2 separate regions of the Zea mays genome follow, and region 2 is linked to region 1. A link is a contact called in public Hi-C data. All regions are on one chromosome and are shown on one strand. The core of a region is the stretch at or near the end of the contact, and the rest is flanking DNA. Distances in the headings are between cores, read along the strand shown. Region 1 holds the start of LOC103640577 (serine/threonine-protein kinase Nek2). Region 2 has its middle 45 kb from the start of LOC100194143.

Evidence for each region. A called contact is a pair of places that touch in the nucleus more often than the background predicts.
Region 2: a Hi-C map of tassel shows a contact between it and region 1, with 3 times the contacts expected there. The contact joins the enhancer-like site here to the promoter of LOC103640577 in region 1. A contact is called at or near these places in 4 of 25 Hi-C or Micro-C datasets (ear, leaf and tassel).

The regions. Positions count from the first base shown.
Region 1 is chr1:174,895,237-174,899,528 of Zm-B73-REFERENCE-NAM-5.0, reverse strand. It overlaps LOC103640577 (serine/threonine-protein kinase Nek2), which reads left to right and starts at 2,648. Exons shown (of 15, transcript XM_008663711.3): 1 at 2,648-3,053; 2 at 3,735-3,883; 3 at 4,020-4,086. The coding sequence starts at 3,798.
Region 2 is chr1:174,963,830-174,967,926 of Zm-B73-REFERENCE-NAM-5.0, reverse strand. No RefSeq gene overlaps it. Among protein-coding and RNA genes, the nearest start is that of LOC100194143, 45 kb to the left of the region's middle. Within about 2 kb of position 1,291, at least 9 of the 20 cell types and tissues checked have an H3K27ac peak or open chromatin away from gene starts, as enhancers often do. A contact at or near this core is called in ear and tassel, where this site is marked.

The sequences.
Region 1 (4,292 bases), core at 1,399-3,898:
ATTGTTGTTTATTTCTAAACCCTAAAGTACGTGTGGTCTGTTGGTTAGCCCCAAATTTCTAAAGCAGGGAGCGTGGGTTCGAGTGCTCGCTCTGCATTAAGGCGGAGCTTGTGGGATGGGCTCATAGTGTCAGCACGGAAGGTGAAGCCTTGTTAGCATCAAGCGCCAACATTAGGTTATTAATAGACTAGTATAGATTTTTTACTTAATAATTTATTTTGCTTTGTTTTATGTATCATCAGCTACTAGGTTGGTAGGCAATGACTAGTATACAAGTAATTATTAGGTGTAAATGTACAAGCGAGTCTCTTAGTCCATTAGATCTGGATATCGATATAACTGTAGATACTATCGTAGTTTGTTAGTTTTTTTATATAAAGTTATATTGGTTGTAGAAGAGTTTAAGTGCTAAATACGACATGTGGTTGTTGCCAGGTTTGTTGGTTTGTAATATGTAATAATTAAATGCGTACTTGGAAACACGTAGGCAGGAATTATATTTATTTATCTAAAAAAAGCTAGCATGGGATAATCTAATGCTTAGCCAACTTTATGCAATACAATTCGGTGCGTGCGAAAGCGTTTTTTTTCGGTTTCATATGAGGGATGACGACGACGCGTCAAGCGTTGGAGGTTAGCCTGTTCCTGGTTGAACACCAGGTCATTTTCCAGGATGCTCTCTTTTCAGGGCAAATTTCCAGGGTGACAGCGACTTAACCACCCTTCCTGCCTGCTGTAATCTCGAAAACAAGCACCCACGAACACACAGATTCGGCTGCAAAGAAACATGCTTACGAAGCAGCTTCTATATATTTACCCTGTAGAAATCTTTTATGGACATTTATGCTATGTTTGGGAGACAGAGTAACGGAGAGGACCGAGGGGACAAGAATCCATCGCTATTTTAAAGAGTGAGAGATTTTAGCCCCTGAGCATCCTTCATTATTCTTGCTTTCAAACAAGTATTTAAGATATGTAGACATATATTAAGGTCTTGTTCGGTTATTTCCAATACATATGGATTGAATGTGATTGAAAAAAAACTAAAAAAAGTTTGACTTGTTTGAGATTCAAACCCTCCAATCCCACTCAATCCACATGGATCGAGAGCTAACCGAACAAGCCCTAAAATAGATTTGGAGAATCTTCAACAGTGTCTTAAATCAATGTCATATCTTAAAATATAAAGCTCAACTCATAAAAACAACTTCAGCAGTGTTCTATTTTATAAACTTTTTCTAAAAAAATGTAGGGCACTCTATTAAGTGACCTAAATATACTACACCACCCCAGACTATGCCATATATTTGTTTTCTACATCACTCCCAACATTTTCTTTCCCAGTAATGTAATTCACTTTTAAAAGTACATGATTTAGAGCTTAATTGTTGGAGCGCAATTTGTGTTTTAGTGCCCTAAACACTTTAAATGATGTAGTATTTTAATTTTTAGGGTATTATTTTGAGTCACCTTGTTGGAGATGCTCTTACAGATATAGACATCGTTAATTATAGTATTACTAGTACAATGTCCGTTGCGATGGGCCCACTAAACCAGTGTGGTGATGAACCATATCCACAAAAAATGCTCAAAACCATAAATTTAATATTAAAGTGGATATATAATACACATATCACATAAGAAAGATATGATTTTTTTTAAAAAAATCTAACCTTTTTTTTGTATAGCTTGTTGGGTCGCTCGTAAAACCATTCGTATAACAATCAGTAAGTTGCGTGCCAAAAGAAAGAAAAGACATGTATATATGTATGTACTGTGCAGCTTGAAAGGTTTGCATTTGCCACTCACTCTTGTAAACTGCTCTTTAATCAAATATATATATTTCTTAACAAAAAGAAGTCACTTCACAATCACAAGTTAGTAATAAATTAGCATGCATGCATGCACAGAGCTAGTGGAATAGTTGAACCGAGTGCTGCCTCCCTTTTTCCTTGGTGATTTTCAAATAGTAGTGGTGTGTCATGTATACGTCATTAAACAACTCTTCTTTTTTTTTTAAAAAAACAAGTGGTACGGTGTATAGTATGCAGCTTATTATAAAGCGTGAGGCCCGCACTATCTATTTATTTATTTAGTTATATAAGTATGCAGCCTACACTAAGTACTAGCATCTATAAAAAAACAAAGGTTAGGGCATCTCGAAAAGCCTGTCTAAATTTCACTCTATTTCGAGTCATTGATATAAAAATTATTTTTATATCTTTTCAATCTTCAGCAACTTTTCTATATATCTAACACTAAGTAATGAGTATATTAAATGTCACAAAAAAATAAGTACATTCCTGCAAGAATTCAAACAAGGAGCGATATATAGGTCGGCTAAATAACTTGTCACTTTCCAGTTTCTAGCATTATCTATCTAACACTAGGGCTTCTCTGAAGCAGATGATACTCATGTGATTAGCGATACAATCATGCTCTCCGTAGCGCGCATTAGCTCGTTTAGTATATTCATCTGATGGACTCTTTTTGTTCTCACATCAAATCGGATGCAAATCCAAAAGCAACAGCAGGAAAAAAAAACGAGAATGAGAAAGAAAGAGAGAATATGATAAAAGAAAAAGGACCAATTTGACCACATCATGTGGGCCCCACACAACCCCGTCTCTCTCTCTCTCCTCACTCATCACTCTTCTTCAGTCAGAGCAGAGCCATCACGGCATCCTCGCTCCCTCCCCTCCCTCCCTTCCTCCTTTCCCACCCTTCTCTCTCTCTAGCCGCCGTGCTCTCCTTTTCTATCTCCACGGCAGGCTTCTCCCTCCCTCCCCCTCATCCCCATTGCCTTTGGGAGGCTATATAGGGCGGGACTGGACTGGATTGGATTGGAAAGGGAGCTCCCGGCGAGTTTGAACCCACCCCACCCCACTTTTCTCGCCTCGTCCCCTCGCGCTTCCCGCCGCCGACGCCGCGTCTATCTGGTCTAGGACCAAATGCCGCGAGATCTTCGCGCGTGACGCCGTCCCCCCCGCCGGAGCCGCCCTCCGAGCTCCGGGCCACGGAGCGCTTCGTCCCGGATCTCTCTGGTGGCTCAGGTGAGCTCGCTCGCTCTTGCAACTTGCAAGTGGGCCGGAGCTCCTGGCTCAGGCTCCACCGCTTCAGTTCCAGGCTCTGGAAATCGCAATGCTACTCTACCTCGCTCGCCCTCGAGTGGCTTAGGTGTGTGCGTTTTTGGAGCTGGTGACTCCCGCTCTGCCAACAAAAGAAAAGAAAAGCTGCTTGGATTCGGAGATCATACATTCCGAACATTTCTCGACGCTGCACACTGGAGCTGGCATTTCGGATTCAGCCAATCACTCCCACTGTCAGCGTATTCTTCCAGTGAGGGGTTGGTAGGAGCTGGGGCCGATTTCCTCCCCTCCCCTTCTACCACGACGCGCTCCTGACGCCGACATCTCGGCTCGCAGCTCATTCTTCTCTCTAGCCACCCCCCCCCCCCCCCCCCCCCCCTTCGGTCTTCATAAGCGGGTTTAGGGGCTTGTCGGCAGGTTTTGTCACCGAGCGCTTTGGCATCCGTAATTTCAGGCCGCTTGTCCTTTCTTGCGTTTTCCTTCCTTCCCTTTCGTTTCCGAAACCCCGCACCTTCCCCATTTCATTTCCCCCGCAGAGTAGTAGTTTTTTACTGGAATTTGTACCGGAACCAGGGCTTAATGGATGCTGTTTGCTTGTTAGTTCAGCTTCACCAATTTCTCAACAGTGTGTTTGTTCTTCTCCAGGACAGTAGAAAGGAAAGGAGAAAAGCTTGTTGTGTCTGTGTGTGAGCTGCAGACCCCGAGAGGATGGATCAGTATGAGGTGCTGGAGCAGATTGGGAAAGGAGCATTTGGTTCTGCACTCTTGGTGAGGCACAAGGCCGAGAAGAAGAAGTGAGGCTCACCTGCTCTGTTTATTACTCCGTTCTTTTTTTTTATTTGTCGCGGTTTACAGGAGATAGTACTATTTTTTAATATACAGGCTGAGCTTTTGTTCAGTAGTTTTCACCGCGCTGAATCTGTCTCGCAGGTATGTGCTCAAGAAGATACGGCTCGCGCGGCAGACCGACCGCACACGCCGGTCTGCCCACCAGGAGGTTAGCATCTTCAGCTTCATCCATGCCACCTTTTTCCGGCGTTTGGTACATCGGCAGGATTCCTAGGAATGAAAGGCCCTTTTTTTTCACCAGGCTTGGGTTTTGATGCCATTCTTCTTGGTATAGAATGGTTAGCGGTGCTGATAGTTAATAGTTGCTAAGCTAGGCAAATCACCGTATCCATACCCTCGTAATGATGATGGCGT
Region 2 (4,097 bases), core at 42-2,541, 70 kb before region 1:
TTTTTGTCTTCAACTGCACTAAAAGAAACCAGAAGGTAGATGAATTAAAAAAGAATAAATGAAGTATATTATTGAGCTTCTTAAGGTAGAGCAAAGCCTAAATCACCACTTGAATGTTGTCATAGAAGCACAAACTAATACATTGAGACCAAACCCTAATATCACCTCATAAGCAAGTAAAACTCAATATAAAGCAAGAACACAACGAACACAATAATTTATCGCGTGGCTCAACTTGCCACAAAGCTGGCCTACATCGACATTGTTGAGAAAGCCAAGGGCTTGGTTTCACAAACCAGTTTGTTCACTTGTTTTTAATCCATACCGGTTTTTACTACAGTGTTTTGTCTCTATGGATTGCAACTGCAACAATCCAAATAGTTGGCTTTAATCCGAGGCGAACGGTCTGTCTATCCTCATTCTCAAGTCAAGAGAGCAAGCTTTTAACATGAGTGTGATTCTTACTCAATTGGGGAGGGCAATTACAAACTTCTAGGGCTACCATATAAGACATCGAGCTCCATGGATGACGCTCTAACCGGATAGGATCAAGGCTCGTGAACCAAGTGTTCTTGGAGTCGAGGAACATATTGGTGACCCCCTTTTCACAGTTTGGCGGCTCAATCTCTAAGGGAATTAAGGTGGAAATATTGAGAGAAGCTTGAGGTGATCTAATAATGGTGTGTGTGTGAGAGAGAGAGAGAGAGTGTGTGTGAAGAGCTTTCTGGTTGAGCATAAAGAGGCTAAGACCATCTCCGGCAGTTTACCCATATTTATACACATATTCAAACTACACTCTATAAACAATGCAATGTACGATGCAAAATGATGTAAAACGATGTTTTTAGTGACCATATATGTGTAACGTACAGTAGTTCACCCATATGGTCACCAAAAATAACTTTTTGTACCGTTGTGCACTGTAGATTGTATTGTTTGTAGACTATAGTTTGAATATGATTAAAATGATGGAGATGGTCTAAGAGGACAGAAAAATGGTAGATATGTCTCTTCCCAACATATATATCAGAATCAAGACCATATAAGTCGTTTTGTTTTTTATTTAGATTTTGCTACGTATATATCTAGACGTAACTTGTCAACAAGTCGTTTCCTCTAACAAGCAAGCAAGAAAAGAAGAAAAAAAAAGACTGATGGAAAAAAGCTGCTACGTAACGTACTCTAGCTGCTGATCGAGCTCCGATGTTTCACTTGGCTTGTTGGCAAGTGTGGCTACTGGCACCCACCTTATTATATTTTATTAGGAACGAGGGGGCCCAGTGCAAAAGGTGGCGGCACCGTCCGTCCGGGACATTGGGGGTGGTACGGTAAATATAGTCAGTGCCGGTGCCAACAGCAATTATCCCGTCTGTCGACCAAAGCCGGGGCAAAAGGTTAAATTACAGCAAAAAGAACTACTATCCTGCATGATTATGCTTATTAGTCTCGGCATTGGCCACAATCAAATCAACTGCAGTCTGTATGCCGGCTTCTCTTCTCGCAGAACACTTCGGTCAACATAAAATCTAGCTAGGTCTTCTGTTTGGCAAAAAAAAAAAGTATTTGCAAACTACAGTTTTAAAATGCCAAAACATACCATAGTTTTTTTACCATAGTATTGAAAACTTTAGCCTGGACCTAAGTTTTTCAAAACTCTGAAAGTACTGTAGCCTCGAAAACAATGTCTTTTAGAGTCTACCAAACACTGTACTTAGAAAACTACACAATATCTCAAATATTATAGTACTAGGTATTCTTAAAAAAGCAGAGAAAATACTCTAATTCCAAACATGCCTCTACTAGTATTCACCTAGATCTAATGTAGAGTAGCTTTACCAGTGAAGGCCCTCCTAAGTTTTAAAACGCGCAAACTATATATATATATATATATATATATATATATATATATATATATATATATATATATATATATATATATATATATATATATATATATATATATATATATATATATATATATATATGGGCTTCAGAAGACCAGGAGTGATGCGTACAATTTTTCATATCACATCCTGATTCATTAGCGACGTCGGTGGTTGCCCAAGAGCGCGCGCGGCGGTGGATCCCGGGCCGGTGGCTGCGGTGGCCGCGGCTCCCTGACCCGAACGCGAGGTGGCGGTGGTTCCTCGATCCAGAGTAGTGGCGGTGGCTCCCCGGCCGATCCAGAGCGCGAGGGACGGTGGGGCCACTGTGTGGGCAAGCGGCGGCGTCCCTGGTGCCCCGAGACGGCGGCACTCCTAAGGCGAGCGAGCAAGCGGCGCCCCTCGACGTGCGAGTAGCAACGACGTCGCACGAGACGCGTGGTTCGAGCAGCGTCACGGAAGGCGCGAGGTGCGCGCAGCGACGATCGCGCGTGACATTCTCCGATCCGGTGCAGTTCGGGCGGACCGAGTGACGACCTCCATCTGTGCTTGTGTCGTCGACGACGTCCTCCGGTGACTACCTCCTCTGATTCGTGTTGTCTTTCGATTATTGTGTTTTATTCCTATCACATGCACTATTTACGCTAAAAATTGTACAATTCTATACTTAAACACGGAGTTTATATATCAGTTTACTGCATGCATATTTTTTGCATGCACATTGGAAAGGAAATTCCTTGATTTATGGTGTCCGTAATTACCATAAAAATCAAATCAAATCATTTATGTTCGTAACTGCCAGATTTTTACGTCTACCATAAAACTGTCCCTAATTTCCGCTGGCGTTCTTAGTTGGACCGATATTAGTTTTTTATCAATTATGTTACACAGTCTAAGTATTTATGCAACATTGTATAGGAATTTACAATCTGTGACTCATGTCATCCAATTTTTTGCGCGCGTGCATTCGAAAGAAATATATAATCTAAAATTTCCGTGCATACAATAGAAACTCCCACGATTTGCCATAATTTTTGGATCTGTATAAAAATAGAAACTGCATGCATACGACTCCCATATTTTTTAGATCTTTCATAAAAATAGGATCGTAAATACATACCACTAGAGCTATCAACCTCTCACATTGGCTTTATATTTACGCTTATAACTGAGGGGTTTATGTTCAAAACTTAAGATTTTTACGCTCGAACCTGGAGATGCGTCCATCAGTGAACCACATACCAGATTTTTTACGCAATGTACTGCATTGCATAAATACATATACCATGTAGCATAATTTGTATAAGTATATATCATAAACTGGTTCTAACGAGCCTAGTTGCTTGGGTGTTAGAGCGATTCTATATTTATGGAGGAAACAAAGCATTTAAATAAGTTTTTTTGTTTCCATGCATATCATACATTTCCTTTCATTGCACATCTTGCCATCCTAAATTTGAGCTTCAAATATTTACTTAATAGTTAGAGGAAGCCCAGGTCGACCACACCTGCGTCCTGGTCCAGCCCGACGCGCCCACCCACTCCCTAAGCCAGGTTGTCGAGTGCGTCACCCACCCCACGTCCGTGTGCGCAAAAAAAGAATGCATGCATGAGTCAAACAATTTCCCTACATGCGCGTAAATTTAGAAAATAGATGTGTATCGGTTTCTATTTTTAAATATTTTATTTCCTCCATAAATATAAGATTGCTGCAACAGTCATGCAGCTAGGCTCGTCAGAACCAGTTTATGATATATACTGATACTAAATATGGTAAACGGTGTAGATATTTATGCAATTCGGTACACTGCGTAAAAATTGTTATCCGCTGCATGCGTACAAATTTAGGATGGAAAGAATGCACGGTGAAAGGAAATGAACTGATATGCATGGAAACAAGAAAATCGTATTTAATGTTTTATTTCCTCCAAAAATATAGGATCACTCTAACAGCCATGTAGCTAAACTCGTTAGAACTAGTTTATGATATATACTGATACTAATTATGCTACACGGTGTAGTTATTTATGCAATTTGGTACATTGCGTAAAAATCTGTTTCCTGTTGCGTGCGCACAAATTTAGGATGACAAGATGTGTGATGAAAGGAAATGGATTGCCATGCATAAAAACAAAAAAATCTTCTCCATAAATATAGGATCGCTCTACCACCCATGCAACTAGGCTCATTAGAACTAGTTTATGATATATATAT